Regions from separate parts of the Danio rerio genome. Here region 1 is linked to region 2. Evidence: chromatin contacts called from public HiCAR-type data. All regions are on one chromosome and are shown on one strand. Each heading gives the region's core, a stretch centred on a gene start, on an enhancer-like site or on the middle of the called end of the contact. The rest is flanking DNA. Distances are from core to core; before and after follow the strand shown. Region 1 holds the start of tex264a (testis expressed 264, ER-phagy receptor a). Region 2 holds the start of parp3 (poly (ADP-ribose) polymerase family, member 3).

What was found. HiCAR-type assays count read pairs that join an accessible place to other places.
Region 1: a contact with region 2 is called in a HiCAR-type map of caudal fin, with 6 times the contacts expected there. The contact joins the promoter of tex264a here to the promoter of parp3 in region 2. A contact is called at or near these places in 6 of 18 Hi-C or Micro-C datasets (caudal fin, embryo, fibroblasts and 3 more) and 2 of 4 datasets of contacts at active chromatin or transcription factors (caudal fin and embryo).

What each region holds. Positions count from the first base shown.
Region 1 is chr6:44,834,548-44,841,476 of GRCz12tu, reverse strand. It overlaps tex264a (testis expressed 264, ER-phagy receptor a), which reads left to right and starts at 1,628. Exons shown (of 4, transcript NM_205661.1): 1 at 1,628-2,037. The coding sequence starts at 1,780. fancd2 (FA complementation group D2) reads left to right here. Exons shown (of 45, transcript NM_201341.1): 44 at 1-62; 45 at 217-435. The coding sequence ends at 31.
Region 2 is chr6:44,594,797-44,601,395 of GRCz12tu, reverse strand. It overlaps parp3 (poly (ADP-ribose) polymerase family, member 3), which reads left to right and starts at 3,342. Exons shown (of 11, transcript NM_200501.1): 1 at 3,342-3,406; 2 at 5,835-6,029. The coding sequence starts at 5,844. It overlaps grm2a (glutamate receptor, metabotropic 2a), which reads left to right. Exons shown (of 5, transcript NM_001302225.1): 5 at 701-799. The coding sequence ends at 774.

The DNA.
Region 1 (6,929 bases), core at 379-2,878, 240 kb before region 2:
AGAAGTGGAGGAATCAGATGAATCGGACTGAAATACACTACCGTTGATTTACTAGTTCAGGGGTGGACAGCCCTGTTCCTGGAGAGCCACCTTCCTGCAGATTTCAGTTGCAACCCATATCAAACACACCTGCCTGTAATTATCACGTGGTGTTCAGGTCCTAATTAATTGTTTCAGGTGTGTTTGTTATGGGGAGCAACTGAAATCTGCAGGAAGGTGGCTATCCAGGAACAGGGCTGTCCACCCCTGTACTAGTGCATCCAATTATATTTTCTTTTCCTTTCTAATTTTAAATGGAGAAAAAGGCTGATGTGTATTAACCATAATCAAGTGGTTTTCTTGAGAAACTATTTGTGTTTTCACATTTTATGGTATTTGTTTGTTGCCGTTTGCTGTCATATTTTAATAAAAATGTAAATGTTAATAATAAATGAAGGCCAATTTCCTGTATGTTCTTGTGCAGCAGCATTTGTCTGTACTGTAAAGTTATACTGTCAATTATACTAAGTTACACACAGGTCTCTAATAGGCAAAAATGATCATAAAATAATTTTCTGCACTTATTGACATAGATTCCACCATCAGTCCTGATTACAACCAAAATTAAATTCATTTTAAGGATTTTAACCCTTTAAATTTCAGTTTTCAACAAGCATTGCCTCACAACAAGAAGGTCACTGGTTCGAGCCTCGGCTGGGTCAGTTGGCGTTTCTTTGTGGAGTTTGTATGTTCTCCCTGTGTTCGCGTGGGTTCCCTCCGGGTGCTCTGGTTTTCCCCACAGTCCAAAGACATGTGGTACAGGTGAATTTGGTAGGCTAAATTGTCCGTTGTGAATGAGTGAACATTTGCTGGATAAGTTTTCGGTTCATTAATTGGACCTCAGATTAATAAAGGAACTATTCATAAAGAAAATGACTGAATGAATGTATTTGCTTGCTTAAAAGGCACAGAGATAAATATTGGCCTTTTATTGTATTCAATAAACCTTTAAATTGCAGTTTTCAAAACTTATATGTAAACGATATTGAATGCCAAATTTTTATTATTATTTTACATTTTTATGAATAATTTACATGTAGTCCTGTCAATTTACATGTAGTGCTATACAAATAAAAAAATGTATTTGCTATTTGCTAAAAAGGTTAAACTTAAGAAAATTTTGAAAAAAAGTAAATAAATTATACCTTTTTTTATTCTTTTGCATTTATTTTTATTAGTTAAGAGGTTTTACATTTTATGTATTGGTTTGCATGCTTAAAAGGCACAGAGATGAAATATTGGCCTTTTATGGGATTCAATGGGGCCTGAGTGTAACTTTTTGTGTACCTAGTGTAAAACAGATTAATGAATGCAAATGAGGGTGGACTAACACGCCAAAACAACCGATAGTTTCAGCAGAACAAATCACTGAATCGGTTGTATAATAGACCCGTTCAAAAGAACCGATTCGCGCAAATGAATCGGACTTAACATAACTATTTGGTTGGCTCGTTCACGCAATCCCTCTGAGTCACAGTCACATGTTGCAACCAGGAAGCAATGCGCTCAATGTTTTGTGCAAAGGATAAACAAAAATTCAGCTGTGTCAATACATAACTAAACTTACCTAACAGTAAAGCCTCAACACTGTAAATGTAACATCTGCCGAGCGACACGCGAGCAAACAAGCCAATTCGCATGCTGAAGGACTGATTTTGTGTTTGTTTTCCCTGTAGCTGAGGATTATTTATACACGTTGACCGTTTCTGAGCGTGATTTTGTGAAGCCGGGCAAACAAAAATGTCGGACTTTATCATTTTACTGCTAATTCTGTTTTTGATCATCTGTCTGATCGTGACTCTGGTGGGCTTCGTTTTTTACACCGGTCTTTTCTCGGAAGTCGTGATTCGGACTGGATCTCCTCCGGTGAAAAACATCACGATTGCATACAAGTTCTGGAAGAGCTCGTACAAGGCCAGCGGAGCCGCTTTCACGGAGAGCTGCAGCATCGGACCGAAGCTCTCGTCTGTCGGGGTGTTTTACGATGACCCCAATCAGGTCAGTAGCTCGACCCTTTATGACCTCTGAAGTAGCTGGTTTTAAATTCTCACATTCATTCAATGACAACTTGTGACATGCTCCCTATATTGTTTAAGATATTTTGGTCTGATATCACATTGTTTGACTTCAGAACAACAATAGAGGTAAAGTTGGTTTTATATTGGAATATTCAGACATTGATTCTCCTTTATAATATAATTTCAGAAAATTATATATGCAAATTCTGAATAGGAAAATCATATTAGCAGCAAATGACTCGCTCTCTTTAAATGTACATAATAAAATATAAACAATTATCATATCCAATAAATCACAATATTTTTCTATATATTATTACTCCGTATATCAAATTCAATATATCATATTATTATTTAATATATCATATTATTATTCAATATATCATATTATTATTTAATATATCATATTATTATTTTATATATCATATTATTCAATATATCATACTATTTTTTAAATGTATCATATTATTATTCAATATGTCATATTATTATTTAATATATCATATTATTATTTTATATATCATATTATTCAATATATCATACTATTTTTTAAATATATCATATTATTATTCAATATGTCATATTATTATTTAATATATCATATTATTATTTTATATATCATATTATTAAATATATCATACTATTTTTTAATTATATCATATTATTATTCAATGTCATATTATTTAATATATCATATTATTATTTTATATTTCCTATTATTCAATATATCATTATTATTTTATATATCATATTATTATTTTATATATCATATTATTATTCAATATATCATATTATTATTCAATATATCATATTATTATTTAATATATCATTATTTTATATATTCTATTATTAAATATATCATTATTATTTTATATATCATATTATTATTTAATATATCATATTATTATTTAATATATCATATTATTATTCAATATGTCATATTATTTTATATATCATATTATTATTTTATATATCCTATTATTCAATATATCATTATTATTTTATATATCATATTATTATTCAATATATCATATTATTATTTAATATATCATATTATTTTATATATCTTATTATTCAATATATCATTATTATTTTATATATCATATTATTATTCAATATGTCATATTATTTTATATATCATATTATTATTTTATATATCCTATTATTCAATATATCATTATTATTTTATATATCATATTATTATTCAATATATCATATTATTATTTAATATATCATATTATTTTATATATCTTATTATTCAATATATCATTATTATTTTATATATCATATTATTATTCAATATGTCATATTATTATTTAATATATCATATTATTATTTTATATTTCCTATTATTCAATATATCATTATTATTTTATATATCATATTATTATTTTATATATCATATTATTATTCAATATATCATATTATTATTTAATATGTCATTATTTTATATATCCTATTATTAAATATATCATTATTATTTTATATATCATATTATTATTTAATATATCATATTATTATTTAATATATCATATTATTATTCAATATGTCATATTATTTTATATATCATATTATTATTTTATATATCCTATTATTCAATATATCATTATTATTTTATATATCATATTATTATTCAATATATCATATTATTATTTAATATATCATATTATTTTATATATCTTATTATTTAATATATCATATTATTATTTAATATATCATATTATTATTCAATATGTCATATTATTATTTTATATATCATATTATTATTTTATATATCCTATTATTCAATATATCATTATTATTTTATATATCATATTATTATTCAATATATCATATTATTATTTAATATATCATATTATTCAATATATCATATTATTGTTTAATATATCATATTATTATTCAATATATCGTATTATTATTCGACATGTCATATTATTATTCAATATAGCAAAATATTATTCAATATGCCATATTATTATTCAATTTATCACGTGAACTGAATGTTTGTTTACGGGTTTACAAGTAGAGGAAGATGCATTTTTATATGTTATGCATCAAATATGCACTCCAAACATTTTCTTCATTGACACACATTGAGTTATTCCTCCACCATTTTGCAATGTTTCCAAATTGCATTGTTAGTCATTTTTCATACCAAATTTTAAAATAGTTTCTTGTATATTATTTTCTTAGAAGCTGCTTCTGACCATGACGTGTCCACACTAAATGTTTATAAGAGACATGTTTAAGGGATTATATACAACATCCTTCATTTATTCTCTCAGGTAAATCCAGATCTCCACTTAAGTATCACACTTAAGAGAGTTAAATGCTTAATGCAATGCTAAAGTTATATAAACCTTGAAGCATCAGAATCTGTATCAAACGATCACCAACACAAGGAATCGGTACTCTGTATTGGCTCCAAACATCCTGATCGAAGCATCCCTATTTGTTATTTAAGAATATTTATAGTTGTTTGTTTATTCGCTAAAAAGTAAACATAATTTAATCCAGAACTTAACTGCCTACTAGGAAGACACACATGGTCATGAGAATCAAGCCTCAGGCATGCTATTCTAATGATATTATAAACCTATGATTCACTTTAGTAAACATCTGTTTTCAAGACTGACTCACAAATGCAATGTAAACCTTTCCTAATATTACGTCTTATATGTTTCATTATATCCTAGTATTCAGTGTCTCATAATAACACATTAGCTGTGGATGTTTCTGAAAGTGAACATGGACCTCAAAGAGCAGCAATTCTCAAAGATAAAGAGACTTTAGATGCAAAACATTTTCATATTCTGTGTGGAGAATGGATTGCATTTAATCAGCTCATCAGAAAGCGAAACAAACACACCATGCAAAATATGTCCGATGTCTCGGCAGATAATAGATTTAAATTTACAGCAAAACTGGTCATGCTGGAAGACTGTTGTTTGGTTGAATGGGTGTTATTAAAATAACTGCACTGATCTAAAGCTGTGCAGGCATTGTGCATCAGTTTTGTGAGGTTTGGCGTGGGAAATGAAAGTTGAGTAACGAATCTGTTATTTTGTGCAGCATAAAAACCATTGCCAAATGGATTCACTGGCATGCAGGAATGACTGGAACGTCTCACTGGTCTTGTGTATTTAGCCATGCCAGTTTGTTGATTTTTTTTTTTTTTTTTTTTTTTTTTTTAAGTTCCAGTGTATCTTGTGAAGTGGAACAGGTGTGGTTATTATTTAGTTGTTGTTGAGATATTAGCAATCACCATTTCGTTGGGAGTGCAACGGCTGGTATTTAAATGAATGGCTAATATTTAATTGTTTCTGTCATGCTGTGTCATGTTTGTTGTAGACAGCCAAATTTCTTGTCACTGGAATCGTGTTGCGTTATGTGTTATTGGAACACAGTTTTGCAGGTTTGTCTCCTTCCAAACCAAACCGCACGATAAAATCCCATTGATTTTGTTAAAAGAAAGGATCAAAATGCCATGCAGGGCTGGATTTATTGATTTGGCCCTTAGCAATTCTAGACAGATTTAATTTAATTTTATTTCATTTCATTTTATTTTATTTTATTTTTTCGACTTAGTTCCTTAATTTATCTGGGGTCGCCACAACAGAATGGATTGCCAACTTTTCCAGCATATGTTTTACGCAGCGGATACCCTTCCAGCTGCAACCCAACACTGGGAACAACCATACACTCTTGCATTCACACACATATACTACGGCCAATTTAGCTTATTCTATTCAGCTATAGCGCATGTCTTTGGGTTGTGGGGGAACCCGAGTTACCTGGAGAAAAACCCACACGAACACGGGGAGAACAATCAAACTGACCCAGCCGGGACTCAAACCAGCTGAGGTGATCGTGCTACCCACTGTGCCTCTGTGACTTTATTTTTATTTTATTTTATTTTATTAGTAAAGTTAAAGCATTATGGATGTTATAAATACTTAAAGATTTTATTTGTTAGACCCTTAACATACCAGTGTGATTGAAAACTGTTATTTAGATAAATTATTGAAAGATCTTTATAGATCTTTATTGGGAGCTCTTTTTCTCCTCAATGCTTGCTTACCTTGCTTATTGGTCAAGTCCACCATTGCTGTCATGAAAATGTTTTTCTTATGGGAATAAAATGAAGATGTGCTATTTTAGGTGCTGTTTTGAATTGGAGTGATAGTTCATAAATTCTGTTCTGTCACCTCAACTTGTAGCATTAAACAATAGCAAACATCACAGCGAAATTAACGTGGATAATGATTTTGAGAATTAATCTATACTGATTAAAGCTGATGTTTTCAGTTCAGAATATTAGCATTAACCATCACAATTACAACTGAAGTAAATGTTTTTTTATAGCTATTAAAAAGTAGGTAAGAGCACAGCAACACCTTGTTCTGTTTATATAAATAGGTCAGTTGTTTTTCTTTTGTGAATTTATTTGATTTGTGTAGACATAAATAGAGCGTTTTTTATGACGTCATCAGTGGCCATATTAGAGAGCAGAATGTAGAGATTTCAAATGAAACGTGCATATTTTGGTAAGCAATGCTGATGATGAAAAATATTAATTATTGTCATGTTGCAGGCTTTATTCATGAAACTGAAAAGGACGGTAGTCTATGCCAGAAGATATCAAATCAAGCAGGAGAGATGTGTTTGTGGTTGGTCAGACTGAAACAAGATTCTTCTGAATCTTGACAAGATTGTTGTCAATCTTGACTACATTCATGCTTGTTCGTATATTTTTCAGTCGAGTAGATGAAATCCTAATATCCAAATACTGATCATATTCTTTTTTTACCACCTTCAGTGCAGTTTCCTAAAATATTACACCCATTTTTGCTTACTAAGTAATTCTCTATG
Region 2 (6,599 bases), core at 2,093-4,592:
GGCTCATTCTGAAAACGTAGCCCTATATACATTTCTGGAGATCGCGAATTATGTAACCAGAAGTACGTATGGCTGCATTTCATCTTTAAAACGAACGCAACGGGGCAGTATGATGCTAATCCTTTTCATGCAACCAGCTGACTGCTTACCTCCATATGGATGTTTTTTTTTTTTTTTTTGCTGTTACCAGTTTGTACAGTGGCTCACTGCGTAAATTGGAGGATTTGAGACGCAGAGTTGACCGTGAAGACGTGGTTCAAGTCTGGCGAAGAATGGTTCCAGAAAGCACATAAGGCAAAAACAAAAGGCAAACAATAAAATAAACAAGTAAATACCAGGGTGAGAATTTGGTCAAATCTGAAAAGATGGTAAAAATCAGGCTGCCGTGAGGGCTTTTCTTTTCATGGATTGTTTTTGAAAACACTGTTGGTTGGGTATATGGAAGGGGGTGGGTGGCGGGGTCAGTCGCTCGGTCAATTAGTCGACAGAGGCCTCTGGTGGATTTACACTAGAACAGCAGCCACAAATGGCAAATTTGAGATCTGAAAAAGCACACACAGTGGCCTCTGGTGAAGTTGCGGAAACAAATATTGCAAAAAAATTATCTCCTGAGACATATTTGGCGCTCCCCAGAAATGTATAAAAGGCTACGTAATCAGAATGAGCCCGAGTTAATATTATTTCTATTGTGTCTTTCCAGCCTCGGCCTCCAACATTGTGCCTACAGTATGTAATGGCAGAGAGGTAGTGGACTCAACAACATCTTCACTCTGAGAAACAGGATTCCTGTTTGTTTGCCAAATGCGATTTACTGATAAATCCTATCTTCACTAGTCATGAAATCAAGTGTTTGCTAATGTTGAGAAGGCTATTCTGGATAAAGAATAAAGCCTGTTATGTTGTTCTCAACGTGCTGTGAGTACAATATCCCATTTGTTTCTCTTTCTCTTACTCTTTCTCTATCTGACTAGTTAGATCATATCAGTGGGATGCCAGTTTAAACTCTGTATACCCATTCTTTTTATGGAAACCATAATAAAGTATTGTTTGAGATATGGAGTTAAAATATAGTAAATCTGTTTAAAGTATTATATACGAGATGTTTTTAATGTAGATTTCTGGTGATTCTGGTTTGTGCTTTCTTGTAATTTATGTAAATAAAATGTGTTTTTTATGAATTCAAGCTTTGTGGTTGATTTACTGTCTTTATTATATTATATTATATTATATTATATTATATTATATTATATTATATTATATTATATTATATTATATTATATTATATTATATTATATTATATTATATTATATTATATTATATTATATTATATTATATTATCCACACACTTCCTTTGATGTCTGCACCAATGGGTCTGCACATAGTAAACCTTGTACATTATCCCCATCTAGAGGATGTAGGGGCTCATTACATCAAGTTGGTAAGGCTAATACATTGTGCCTCGAATTTCATTGTTATAACATTTCATTACATTATCTACTTACTACTTATGTTATAAATTTAATATTTATATCCTTCATAATCACAATATCCACATATGCAGCCTATCACTGGCTGAACAGTGTTACAAAAGGGTTATTGATATATACACTCATCACTAGTGGTGAAACTGGAGATTTTCTTGTCAAGTTTATAAAATATTTTTTGTGATGCTTTTATCTGCAGTAATTCTATTTTTTTATGAGCGATTTTATAATTTGTGACAGGTCTGTTGTTTCCTGTGCTGCTGAATTCTCCATTTTATATGCTACTTTTATAGTGTTTTTTTATTTTTTTATTTTTTACAGTCTATGGTTTTAACAGATTTAAGCAGCATCTACAGAAAAATCTCAGAAGTTAGATGGTACTGAGTTCACTTCTACAAATGCATACTTATCATTAGGTATACACCAGTTTAACATTAATGTAAAGTGCATAAAGTCAATGCAATTAGGTAAAGCATGATCAAGATGATACTAAAGTTTAACCCAGGTGGCATGGATGTTGCCAGACAGACTGGTCTGAGTATTCAGAAACTAACAATCTATTTGCATTTTTACATTTCCAGGGTTTACAAAGAATAGTTTGAAAAATAGAAAATATAGTACGTACACCAGCTCTCTGGACAAAAATGCCTTGTTGATGCTAGAGAAGGATGGCCATATGGGCTAAAAGAAAGAGTGGCATGACAGAAACTCACATACAGTAAACACTTATTACAACAGCTGACACCTGCAGACTGAACAATACATTTATAAAGCAGATGAGCTACAGCAGCAAAAGAGACACATGTGACACTACTGTCAGACATGAACACCAAACTGAGGCCACAAATCACAAAGGGTTCCCTAAAATTAGACAATAAAAGATTTGGCAAAGGGCGGTGCAGTGGGTAGTGCTGTCACCTCACAGCAAGAAGGTCATTGGTTCGGGCCTCGGCTGGGTCAGTTGTCATTTCTGTGTGGAGTATGTTCGCCCTGTGTTCGCTTGGGTTTCCTTAGTGCTCCGGTTTCCCCCACAAGTCCAAAGACATGTGGTATAGGTGAATTGGGTAAGCCAAAAATTGTCCGGAGTGTGTGTGTGTAATTAGGTGTGTATGGGTGTTTCTCAGTGATGGGTTGCAGATGGAGGGGAATCCGTTGTGTAAAACATTTGCTGGATAAGTTGGTAGTTCATTCCGCTATGGCAACCCCTGATTAATAAAGGGATTAAGCTGAAAAGAAAATGAATGAAGGTTGGACAGAAATGGTGCCTGGTTTGCCAACAACATGGATAATTATTATTATTAAATTATTAGCCCCTTTAAGCTATTTTTCTTCGATAGTCTACAGAACAAACCATTGTTATAGAATAACTTGCCTAATTACCCTAACCTGCCTAGTTCACCTTTTTAACCTAGTTAAGCCTTTAAATGTCACTTTAAGCTGTATAGAAGTGTCTTGAAAAATATATATATGTATGTATGTATGTATGTATGTATGTATGTATATATATATATATATATATATATATATATATATATATATATATATATATATATATATATATATATATATATGCATATATAAAATATAATTTGTCACACAGAGAATCTGAGTATTTGAGGAAAATGAATATTGAATAAATAGTTTTTTTTAACGTTTATAACGTTGTTAATATAAATTAATATAGCCTATGGTAATATGTATAATTATTATTATATATAACTCAAACTGTAAATTATATAGCCTATCTAGTATTAACTTAAAGTTTAGTCCGGTGGCAATTGTTGTATGTTGTAGTAAGCTACAGTAACGTAGGGAGGAGTGTGATTGTGACGTACACTGTCGGAAACACGGAAGTTCAGTCTGCAGACAGTGTCGAACAGTGAGAGTGAATCTGCAAACTTTCCCTGTACCGCCAGTATCAGGTCAGTGCCTTTTTATCCGACTGGTTATAAAATATCGAATCATATTTATCGGCGACGTTGCTTTTACTATATACATTTCGATAGTTACACGTGAAGCTGAAAATGCCAGTATGCGTCAAGAACCCATTTTAATCGCACGCCTGTTACACTAAACGCAAAACATTGTCACGCTGCGATTGTAAACACTTGACGTTTGTCATATGGCATGAAATCCTAAACATATTTGGTCAGTTAATAAATGCTCTCTCGTTGAATAGACACACCCCCGTGGTTTCTATAAACGAATTTGCAGTGCAGATAAGCTGATAGGCTGCCAGGAGCATCCACGTCACTTACTGTAAATCCGGCATGTCTCCACATGTCCCAGCAGTGCTGTGGTGATTTGGTGTTAGTTCACATCAAGGTTCACATTGAAATCAAGGTTTGCTGTTAGTTTAAATACCATTAGAGCATGCAAGATGTGACTGTTTCAGCAGAACACTATTTAACGTTAGTAGTTTTAGCTGTAAGTGTGGTTGTTAGATTCATAATATTCAAGTTAATGTCTACTGACAATTTAAAAGTAAAAAAAAAAATACTTTAGATGCAGTGAGGTTCTACACTCACCGGCCACTTTTTAAGGTACATCTGTCCAACTGCTTGTTAACGCAAAGTTCCAATCAGACAAGCACATGGAAGCAACTCACTGCATTTAGGCATTTACACATGGTCAAGACGATCTGCTGCAGTTCAAACCGAGCATCAGAATGGGGAAGAAAGGTGATATTAGTGACTTTAAACAAGGCATGGTTTTTGGTGCCAGACGGGCTGGTCTAAGTATTTCCGAAACTGCTGATCTACTGGGATTTTCATGCACAACCATCTCTAGGGTTTAAAGAGAATGGTCTGACAAAGAGAAAATATCCAGTAAGCGGCGGTTTTGTGGGCGCAAATGCCTTGATGATGCCAGAGGTCAGAGGAGAATGGTTCAAGCTGACTTGTTCAAGCTGATAAAAAGGCACTCAAATAACCACTTGTTACAACCGAGGTATGAAAAAGAGCATCTCTGAATGCACAACACATCCAACCATAAGGCGGATGGGCTACAGCAGCAGAGGACCACACCAGGTGCCACTCCTGTCAGCTAAGGAACAGGAGTGGAAACTGAACAGGAAACTGAGCCTACAATTCGCACAGTCACCAAAATTGGACAATAGAAGGTTGGAAAAACATTGCTTGGTCTGTTGAGTCTCGATTTCTGCTGCAACATTCAGATGGTAAAGTCAGAATTTGGTGTCAGCAACATGAAAGCATGGATCCGTCCTACCTTGTATCAACGATTCAGGCTAGTGGTGGTGTGGTGTAATGGTGTGGGGGAATTTTTTGGCACAATTTAGGCCCATTAGTACCAATTGAGCATCGTGTCAACGCCACAGCCTACCTGAATATTGTTGCTGACCATGTCTATCCCTTTATGACCACAGTCTATCCATCTTCTGATGGCTACTTCCAGCTGGATAAAGCGCCATTTGCAGCAACTGTGTGATGTTATCATGTCAATATAGACCAAAATCTCAGGAATATTTCCAGTACCTTGTTGTATCTTTGCCTCAAAGGATTACGACAGTAATGAAGGAAATGGGGGGTCCAACTAAGTACTAGAAAGGTGTATGGAGGAAAACAATCAGTCTATGCAAGAAACTAGTAGCTCTCAGCATTATTACATTTAATAATTTGCATATAGTCATTATTGTGAATGCACTCAGGACCATTTAACAATGCTGCAGATTAAATGTAATATAAAACTTCTAGAGTAATGCTATTACTATGACATATGTGTATTTAATTTTTTTTAAGGTTAAATAACATTACATTATATGTAATAAATAAAGAAAACAAACACATTATTTTTAGCTTGTTTATTTATTAATGAATATAACTATACACTGCATGTTCTGCATATGAGACATTGGGCTTTTTGGTCTAACTTACTGTTCTAATGATGGACAGGTGTGTTTTTGGCAGTAACCATAGATTTCCGTTATATGCCGAAACAATTATTATAACATTAAGTAAACATCATTTACCATGCAGACATTTTGTGAATGTCCTACAGTAAATATAGCAAAAAAGAATTTTGATTAGTAATGTGCACTTCCGTTAGTAAACTTTAAAGGCTATTTCAGTGTTTTGATTATTTTTTAACTCACAGATTCCATATTTTCAAATAGTTGTATCTTCTGAGCTGTACATTATTCATTCTAACAAACATCAGTGGAAAGCTTATTTATTCAAGTTTTGTAAGATGTATAAATCTCAATTTCGATAAAATGTACCCTTATAACTGGTTTTATGGCACACTTTATGACACACTTTAATTGCTGATTAAGACTTTATTGAATGTTTAATATATTATATTTTAAAATCATATGATTGATTATGAAAAAAGAGGACAAAGATGGCACCCAAGAGAAGGGCAGCATCGAGCACCAAAGCTGGAGGGAAGAAAGTCAAGCAGGAGACGCAGCCTGAAGCTCCACCCAAGGACAAATTCACTTCCGCCAAAGAGGCCCTGAAGGCAACAGGATCGCAGGTGAAGGGCACAAGGAACCCAGACAGCGTATGTCATCTGTCAAATGCTGAGGTGAGACTGAACAAATGTTTAAGTCTAGTTTACCACTAAATTAAGTTAATAACTACTTTTTTACACAAATGAAAACATTTTTATTACACTCTTGATTAAAATCGGATTCACCTAAAACTATTGACCTTATTCTTGACGTATGAGTGGGTGCAGCCATTGGAATTTTTGTTGGCTCCAGTCTCATTCACTTTCATTGGTTTTTAGATGTTATAAGGTGCTTGTTATGCTGCTTAATTTTGCAAACACACATTTTTTATTACTTTATTCTGCTTTTATGTAGTCATGAACACACTTGTTTGTAAGGGAAATAGTTTGACCGTTTTTCTTTATTATTCCTTGTCATTTCAACTTTAGGCAATTGAATTGGAAGTTCTGAAACAATCGCAAAAATGTGCACACTTCTGCATTGTAGAATAATGTCATTAAGATTTAAAAATATTTCTAAAGAGATCAAAAAGTAAATCCACATAAATTCAGTGATCAGTCAAGATTTATGAAGATCACTTTAAATGGTGAACCGATGTTATTTTGTTTTTTATTCATGTGCGATAAACATTGATAAGCAAACAT